Regions from separate parts of the Mus musculus genome. Here regions 1 and 3 are each linked to region 2. Evidence: chromatin contacts called from public Hi-C and HiChIP or PLAC-seq data. All regions are on one chromosome and are shown on one strand. Each heading gives the region's core, a stretch centred on a gene start, on an enhancer-like site or on the middle of the called end of the contact. The rest is flanking DNA. Distances are from core to core; before and after follow the strand shown. Region 1 overlaps Arid5b (AT rich interactive domain 5B (MRF1-like)). Region 2 overlaps Arid5b (AT rich interactive domain 5B (MRF1-like)). Region 3 has its middle 15 kb from the start of Gm32748.

Region 1 (2,928 bases), core at 167-2,666, 110 kb before region 2:
TTCTAGAAATAATAATACAACAAAGGAAATGTAACTAGTTACTGGCAAGGCTCAAGCTTTTGGCTTAAATGTTGCTTACACACACACACACACACACACACACACACACACACACACACACACACACCCGCTGGGCTCTTCCTGTCATGGCCGTCATTTTTATTTATTTATTTTTTAATACCATTTATGATCTTGGAAATCCTACAAAGACAAACAGCTCTAAAAGCTGGATTGACTCATCGGCAAGCTAACAACCCGTTCTTCCCATTTTGGAGAGGTCTCTTCTCCCTGGCGACCACGCTACATATTCATTAGAGAAGTTCTTTGTGTCTACTGATAGCATAAAGGGTCTTACTTGCTGGGAGAGCCTGGAAATAGAGAAATGGAAAAAACAAACAAACATCATCTTCCTAAGAGTTGACTGTGTGTGTGTGTGTGTGTGTGTGTGTGTGTGTGTGTGTCTACAGGAGGTGAGTGGAGCATTAAGTCATTGAATTTTCAAACTGTGTGTATTTTAAATATGAGCCAGAAAGCAAACCCCTTGTTCCTGGTGATAGGTTACATTTCTGTAATGCCTTTCCTCTGAGGACAGTGAAGTTCTGGGAATTTTTCTTTATAGACAATAATCTTAAAATACCCTGGCATGTTTCAACATGGAGTATTGCTCTTTCTTGGGGGGTGGGGGGGGGAAGAGAGAAAAAAGAAATCTACCCTAATTTAGTTATCATTTACCACGTTCTATTTTCAATGTTTCCCTTTTGACTATTTAGAAACTTCCTCTTTCCGTCTAGCAAGAATGGGATGAATGTTTTTAGTTATTAATGTATGAGTCAAAGATTTACAAAGTGAGAATGGCAGAAGGCTTGATCAAAGCCACTCCTAAAATTTATGGGTGTAATAAAAGAAAGGCATTTTGCAGATAATCTCTTACAGAATTCCAGTTTTTAAATACTTGGGGGTAAAAAAAAATACAAACCCCAAAATCCAAAAAACAGCCTAAAAGCTCTCAGCCCTTTTGGTGGCTTTGCACCAAGCCAACATTTTAACATAAGAATTCATAAATGATTCCCTGAGATTTTAAATTCAAAACCCAGTGTCGGTCCGGGATGGCATGTTTGTAGCCAATATGTATTTACATGGTTGAAGCTTTCTGTGAATTCACAAAGCATGATTCCCACATAAGTTAAGACTCTGAGTTTATTTTTATTCTGTTTTTCTATAAACAGTCCTCCCCACCCAACAGAAAACATTGGAGAGGCACATGTATTGCCTGATCTGTGAGAGCCCACGGTCACTGACAGGTCCAACTTGGTCTTCTGGAAGCACTCTAACAGTAATTGATGGACAGCGAGCAGTAGAGACAGCCACACAACATTTGCAAGGACTTGGTAGTTGCGCTGACAATTCTTCTTAAAAATCTATTCACTCAAATAAAAGTATTAGAAAGAGGAACCCAGAGATAAGGACCCAGATTCTAGGGCCAGATTTTTTTTTTTTTTTTTTTGGTTTTTCGAGACAGGGTTTCTCTGTATAGCTCTGGCTGTCCTGGAACTCACTTTGTAGACCAGGCTGGCCTCGAATATCATACCTTGATGAACAACCGCAAGTCACATGCCCAGGATGAATTGTCACGTGGTCACACTAAGCATTACTGGTCTTCTGGAGAACTGGGCTATGAGTTCCTAGGTGCTATAGCCCAAGCCCCACTTCTGCTGCTGCTGGTACCACTCACTACAATTTAGCATTTCCACTGAACCACAGGTTCCTCACCGGATCCATGCTCTTCTGCTTTCCCAAAGGACAAGCAGTTCTTTTATTAGAAAGAGGTTGATAAATAAATAAATTAATAAATAAATAAGAAGATGGTATTATGCGACCCAGATCACTTTGGCTGTGTCAAAAAGTCACTCCGATTACTACCTGTCACTAATGAGAGTATATGACCAGGCTCCCTCTAACTAGGTGGAATGGGCAGCTCAAATCCCAAACAGCCGTGGACTTCAACTGACTGCTCAACAAACCATGTAAATAAACACCCTTGCGATATCATCCAAAACATGCCCGTCTTACTCACTCCTGGTTAACACTCCTGAATGCTGGGGCATTGTTAATGCCTCTGATCAACGGATTAGTAAATTCACAGGCATGCAATATGTGTAGTTCTTTCCTGATACACCCTCTTTCTTTCTCTCTCTCTCTTTCTCTCTCTCTCCCTCCCTCTGTCTCTGTCTCTGTCTCTGTCTCTGTCTCTGTCTCTGTCTCTGTCTGCCCGAGGTCTTCATTTCTCGGAAACACTTAAAAACACAGATTATTTCCCTCTGGCCCTTCCCCCACCAAGCTCATTTGTATTGCTAATTGGTTTGAGAGCATGTGACTCCAGTGTACTCCTGCATTAAAAACAAGCAAGCCTTCTCTGTAGTCAGGGCTTATCATAAGAAATAAGCTGATTTCTAGCCTTGTTTCCCTGGGAGACAGAAATGATCAAATACAATCCCGAAATGATTTAGATTCATAGTGTGGATTCTCCAGTCCCTAAGGGTACTCTATAGAAGGATGCTCACAGGACACAGTCGAAGAAGAAAGAGATGGTAGAAGCTTCTGACCATCTTTACAGGAAGCCAGAGAAGCCCTGAGATCTACCTGGGTATAGAGCTAGGAAGAGATTCTGGGCTGTTAGAGGATAGGCCCTTTAGAAGAAGGTTTTGGAAACAGGAAAGGCATTTGAAATCCAGACCATGGTCTCACATCCTCCCTCTGATCTGCATTGGCCAGTCAGAGGTCCTTGAAAGGATCAGACTCTTGGTGGAGGACCCTGTGGGCACTTTCAGGGGTGGTGGGCATGTCCCATAGATGTTGGGAAATGTATTCAACTCTCAGGTAACAGGTAATTCACCAAGGCCTGGATGGATGTGACCCAGGCCCTTGGTT
Region 2 (2,839 bases), core at 71-2,570:
AATAGACAACTTTGGAGATGAGTGTTATTCTCAAATAGATCAAATGATTATTATCATTTCAATTACCAGTTGCTTCAGATCTTTTCCGAGAAACGACATGACTAGACCTGGCTGGAGTACAGCAGCCGCCGAACAAATAGTTTATTAACCAAGAGAAAAATACAATCCTTATGATGTCATTAATGAATAAACTTGTCTTTCAAGATTATCTCTCTAGATTCGCCCTGGACTCTCCCTTCACTCACTTAGACACACATACACACACACACACACACACACACACACACACACAGAGGCAGGGGCAGGAATTCACACAGACATATAAATCAAAAACCTGGCTTGGGGTTAATTGTGAACACAGCCTTCCTTGTGTTTTACTGTGGATTTAGAGAGAGGGCATCTCTTCACCATTGTTAAAAGTGAGGAAATCTGATAAGAGCTGGAAACAGCACACAACTCTCTGAAACAAAACGACCCACGTGTATGTGAAAAATGTGTCGGGAAGCCTTCCTCTGAGCACACAATGGCATCTGTCACATGTTCATACTTATTATTCTGAGTCAGGGCTGACTAACTTTCTCATAGTGCCCGTTCTTGGGCAAGTCTCTCTGTGTCTATGAAAAGAATTCCAATAAGCTCATGCCATGATTCCATGAGCTCTCAGCAAACTGAGAATTAGTGCTGAATAAATACTGAATAAATATCCCCGATTCACTCACAGACAACGCAGAAGGATCACAAAGAAATACACGTTGTTATTTTGTTAATGGACCCTGACTTTTCAATTAACCCAGAGTTTAATCAATAGCTATGTAGGACATGTTAAGACGCTCACTAGCTCCTTTTCCTCTTCACCATTGCTTTAAACTGTTTCCGTAATTAGGATTTGATTTCTACCACTGTACAAAAAAAAAAAAAAAAAAAAAACAAAAAAACAAAAAAAACAGTTCACTGGAGCACGAATTCTCTAAGTCAGAAAAGATAATCCAGGCCAGAAGTCACAAAGCAGCCAACCCCCAAGGCCCTTCCGCATGTGATAAAGGTTGGAAAATTTACACACAACACAAAAACCTAGACTTCAATCTTTTCTTATAAAACAAAACAAGGAAGGAGATGAAAAAAAAAAAAAAAAAAAAAGGAACAAGCAAGACCAAAACCAGCAACTGAAACCACCAGAAAGCAAACAGCACATGCTTTCTTTCTTTCTTTCAAGATGTGAAATCCCCTCTAGGCTAAGAGTTTCATCCAGGTCAGGTCCCTAGCCTGCTCGGTTGGGTGCTGACACCAGCTATTTCAGTGGACTCATCTTGATTTGATCCATCTCCTTTTGTGTACCCGACGAGGGCCCCGAAGGACAGTGACACACCCTAGTGCTGAGTCACTACCAGGCTCCGATGGCAATCTAGGATTCCTATGTAGGTGACTTTGCAGCCTGGGTGCCGGGGTTCAAATCCCAGGCCTGGACTTTGTTGCTATGAAACAGGAAGCAACTTCTCTAACCTTCTTGGGCTGCAACTATTTGACAGGTATTTTCTTTAAAAGGATTATGATATCAGCTGCAGGCTACAGTCATGGCTAGGATTCACTGGGTCGGCACAAAAGGTTTATCAGAGTTAGCCATGTGCTGCCTTTATGTTTTCTAGAGTGTGATACGCTGCGATGGATTTAGATGATTCTCAGAAAAACACAGACACACACACACACACACACAATCACACACACACACATCTGCAGGAGTGTATGTACCCACCTACAATGCATGTATCATTGGAAACAAGGGGTAAGGACATAAAGAATGTCAATGAGGCTCACTTATGTATTGATTAATGGCAAAGTCAAGGGATATGTGTGCATGTATATTATGTGTGTAGGCATATTATATATGTGTACACAACAGATACAATTAAGGAAAATGTATTACATATATCACATAATTCCTGGCTTAACTATTTTGTGGTTATTTGAATGACTGGAAACAGAGTTTATTTTTTCTAGTTGTATGAAATATAGAGAGTTGCTTCTTTAAATAAATTTAATTTTTAAAAAGGATCAATTTGAACCAAGTCATGGAGCAAAACCAGAGGACATGTGGACACAGGAAAAAAAAAAAAAAAACCCAAGACAGGAAGACAGGATAGTTAGAAGACGACTAAAATACAGCTCAGTCCATTGTAGCTGAGATTCTCAAAGGACAGTCCAGGAGTCCTTGGGAACGCCTGGATCACTCCAGGGGATACACAAGGCCCAATCAAAAATCAAAATTCATGAAGTTACTATTGGATTTTTTTTCACTCATCCTCCATCAAGAGCACAGAAGGGTTTTCCTGAGCCCTCAGCTCACGGCAGGCACCGCGTTGGAGTGAGGATGGAAGCAGGTACCAGATTTCACACTACGAAGCTAGACAGTAAAGAGATTTACAGAATCTATACGACTGTGTAGCCATTCTCATTAATCTATTAGTACTTGAGAATGTATTTCATCACCTATGACTTCCATGAAAATGTTACATGTTCACAAAGTTCTTCACCAACCCTTATAGCCACCGATACTGTTATTGCCAGACAAGAAATGTTCCTTTTAAAAACACGTCAAAAGGCCCTCATATTTCTTGGTCATGACCCCTCTCCCACCAACTTCCAGCAACCACTGATCTATCATCCTGTCTTAAAGTGTCACACACACATTGAATTCTGCTACAAGACCCCCTCTGGGATGGCTCTTCTCATACAGCACAGTGCCTTGGGAGCCGGCCATGTTGCTGCCTGAAGTCACAGCTTGAATCCCCCTCCAGAGAGCAGGTGCCCACTGGATAGACAGATACAAAGTTATACTCAACCA
Region 3 (2,942 bases), core at 35-2,534, 110 kb after region 2:
CAAAGAACAACTTCATTTCATATTCCTTCTGGAGTGTCTTGACTGTAGCCATTAGCAATCCATCCTCCGTTTTCCTAGCCCGTATTTTCTTACAGCCTCGCCGAGAGACGCCGAGTTTTTGACCCAGTGTGAGAAAATATTAAGATGGTTCTGAGATTTCATCACCCGACGAAAATAAGGAATCCCCAAACTGCAGGGTCATGGATGGACTTTGGGGCTCGGGTTTCCAGAGGGGTCAGATTTCCCCTGGCTCCTCAAGTCTAGTGGAGAGAGGCTGGGTCTGAAGCAGTATCGGTTTTTCTGGCACCAGAACCACGGCTGAACACTAATGCGTTTAACAGTTGGACTTATTTTTAATCTACTGTATTAGGGAGCGCAAATTTAATCAAGAACAAAATGTTACCGACGGTGTTTTTGTTTCTGCGCATGCATACATTCCCAGTGCTGTCTCCGGTTCTCTTGAGCTACAAGCTCTCTGACTTATTTCATAACATTAGATTTTTTTTTTTTTAAGTGCCAATGTTTGTGGAGGGTGAAGAAGGAGAGAAATAAGGAGCTGGAGACGCCCCCCCCCCATCATTAAAGAAATAATTGCAGTACAGATTTTTTAACAATTGCTCTCCCTGCAGTGAATGTTGTTATGGACGGAGCTAATAAATGTCTTCAACCATTACTGCTGGGATACACTTTTGGCTTATTTTTCTGCCATTGGGAGGCATGGCTGGGTTGAGACATTCGGTTTTTTTTTTTTTAGCTCCCCCCCCCACCCCCCCCCCCCCCCCCGCCAACACCACCCCCCCTTAATCAAAGAAAGAGATCTTATCTCCCTAGCCAGCCTAGCTTACCCCCTCCCTCTGCCCTCCTCCCTGGATGCCTAGTTTACTGAAACCTGACTTGCAGGTCAGGGAACTGGTAACAGATTAATTTTACTCAAAGAGGAACACTAAGTATTTTGGCTGGGACACATGAGAATCCTGTTATAATATTACCATTTTCCCCTTTCTAAATTAAATATTAGGAAAAATTAAGCCAAGTAGTGGCCCACGCTACAGTGGAAAGTATTTCTCTCACAAACACGGGGAGATAAATGCTTGTGTGAGTGAAGGCACAATAAATACACATTATGTTAAAAAACCTAAGATTATGCAGGTTTTAGAGTTATAGCTAAAAGTGGTTTAGTGTTTCATGCCTAATAATAGATTACGCCTATCATATTTCCAACCTTCATTTCTCCTCCCTTTGAAGTCCAGCCATATAAAGGTTGTTTGTTGAACCACACTAAAGTTAAAGCAAACATTACTTAGGGTGATTCATACTGGCAAGAATTTGCAATGAAGGCAGTGGTGTGTGTGTGTGTGTGTGTGTGTGTGTGTGTGTGTGTGTGTGGTGTGCCTGAGTCAAAGGAAATGAAATGTTTGTAATATTTTTTTTCGGTTGATAAATTTATTAAAACATTCTAGAAGCTTCTAAGGGAAGCAGGGCTGACATACATAGACTCTCTGCAAACAGATTACACCCGGGGCCCCGTGGGGGAGGCAGACCTTAAAAGAGGGAAAAATTCTCTGGATTTCAGAAATTGCCACCAGGTCACAGCAATACTTAATTAACTGAATCCATTAACAGAAGGCTGTAACCTAGTTGTTAAGAAGAAGGAAAAAACAAAAGACAAAAAAAACCACACACACACACACACAAAAACAAAACAAAACAAAACAAAACAAAACAAAAAACCAAGAAAACAAAAAACAAAAAGAAAGAAAGAAAAGGAAGAGCAAAGTTAGGGAGTAGCTAGATTCATTTACTCCTCTGTTCTGTGCTTAGGATTAGCCTTTCAGAATGAGCAACCTGATTTTTTTTTTTTTAAAGGATCCATTTACCTTCCAGGCCTTTTCATAGCAAAACATTTTGTAGGGTTGCAAAAGAGATTAATTTGTTGCCAGTTGCTCCATACTGGCAGGGTTTCTGAATAAAGAATGTAAGCAATCTATCTTTGTTTGTAAGATATAATTAATCTGGCAGTTAAAATTCTTTGGAAACATTCTGATGACTTATGTGGAAAAGTGGAGCAAAGATTTCAAAGAAAAACTCAGAACTGTGTGCAGGGGAAGATAAAAGATATATGAAGTGTTTGTTCTAAGCGATACTATTCATTTACAGATCATAACGTAGCCCCACCCTGGCAATTATTCTGGAAAACAAGACAAATCTTTGTCTAGAGCCTTCTGACGGCGGTCTTGATTTGACAAACAAAATAAGCACATTACTGTTGTACTCTAATAGACTGCAAGCTGTTTTATTAGAGTCAGCTGAATCCTGTTTTGCATAAAAAAGAACACTGTTTGCTATGGAGAACACATTTATGTTAATAGGACTTTGACAAAGTAAAATAAAATCGCATTAAGATGCTGCAAAGAGATAAGACAATGAAATCTCCGGGAGAGAGAGAGAGTTTTGGCACACACTAATTACAGTCACGTCCCTGCAGGAAAAGAATATATTTTTACACCAACTATCCATGTGTTTGAAAATGCAGAGAGCTTAAAGCATAATTCCTGGTCTCGGCATTTCCTGGATGCGTCAGGCCCCGTGTGTCACTAAGGTGGTGACTGTTTTAAAGGAGTCTATCTGATAAATCCCACTTTCATTTTCAGCAGCAAAGGCAGGTTTCTTTCTGAATGTGAGCGAGCCTGCCATCATCCTGCTTAGTTTGAAGGGACTTTCCAATATAGGGCCGCTGAAAACAAGGTTTTAGATTACATGGTAATTTAGGAATGCATGAAAAGTGAAGCAGTTACCATAATAGGGTTCTGGGTAAACTTCATGGTTTTTAGAGCAAAACATAACAACATATGTTTTGTGATTTGTCTCAATGATTATATACATATATATATATATGTATATATATATATATATGTATATATATGCAATTTTGTTCGGGTACT

Evidence for each region. Hi-C and Micro-C count contacts between places; a contact is called where the count stands out from the background. HiChIP or PLAC-seq counts read pairs in DNA pulled down with a chosen protein or histone mark.
Region 1: a contact with region 2 is called in an H3K4me3 HiChIP or PLAC-seq map of bone marrow-derived macrophages, with 2.6 times the contacts expected there. The contact joins two enhancer-like sites. A contact is called at or near these places in 1 of 15 datasets of contacts at CTCF or cohesin (the NIH/3T3 cell line), 11 of 484 Hi-C or Micro-C datasets (the C2C12 cell line, Th1 cells, cortical neurons and 7 more), 12 of 115 datasets of contacts at active chromatin or transcription factors (bone marrow-derived macrophages, embryonic fibroblasts, embryonic limb bud and 5 more) and 2 of 9 other capture datasets (adipose tissue and liver).
Region 3: a contact with region 2 is called in a Hi-C map of liver, with 2.9 times the contacts expected there. The contact joins two enhancer-like sites. A contact is called at or near these places in 5 of 484 Hi-C or Micro-C datasets (Th1 cells, liver, muscle stem cells and 2 more) and 1 of 115 datasets of contacts at active chromatin or transcription factors (embryonic stem cells).

The regions. Positions count from the first base shown.
Region 1 is chr10:68,140,300-68,143,227 of GRCm38.p6, forward strand. All of the region lies in intron 4 of Arid5b (AT rich interactive domain 5B (MRF1-like)), which reads right to left. Among named protein-coding and RNA genes, the nearest start is that of Gm51770, 9.3 kb to the right of the region's middle. Within about 2 kb of position 1,417, at least 21 of the 459 cell types and tissues checked have an H3K27ac peak or open chromatin away from gene starts, as enhancers often do. A contact at or near this core is called in bone marrow-derived macrophages, where this site is marked.
Region 2 is chr10:68,248,346-68,251,184 of GRCm38.p6, forward strand. The region is part of intron 2 of Arid5b (AT rich interactive domain 5B (MRF1-like)); the gene reads right to left. Among named protein-coding and RNA genes, the nearest start is that of Arid5b, 29 kb to the right of the region's middle. Within about 2 kb of position 1,321, at least 207 of the 459 cell types and tissues checked have an H3K27ac peak or open chromatin away from gene starts, as enhancers often do. A contact at or near this core is called in bone marrow-derived macrophages, liver, muscle stem cells and 1 more, where this site is marked.
Region 3 is chr10:68,353,642-68,356,583 of GRCm38.p6, forward strand. No RefSeq gene overlaps it. Among named protein-coding and RNA genes, the nearest start is that of Gm32748, 15 kb to the left of the region's middle. Within about 2 kb of position 1,285, at least 118 of the 459 cell types and tissues checked have an H3K27ac peak or open chromatin away from gene starts, as enhancers often do. A contact at or near this core is called in liver, muscle stem cells and uterus, where this site is marked.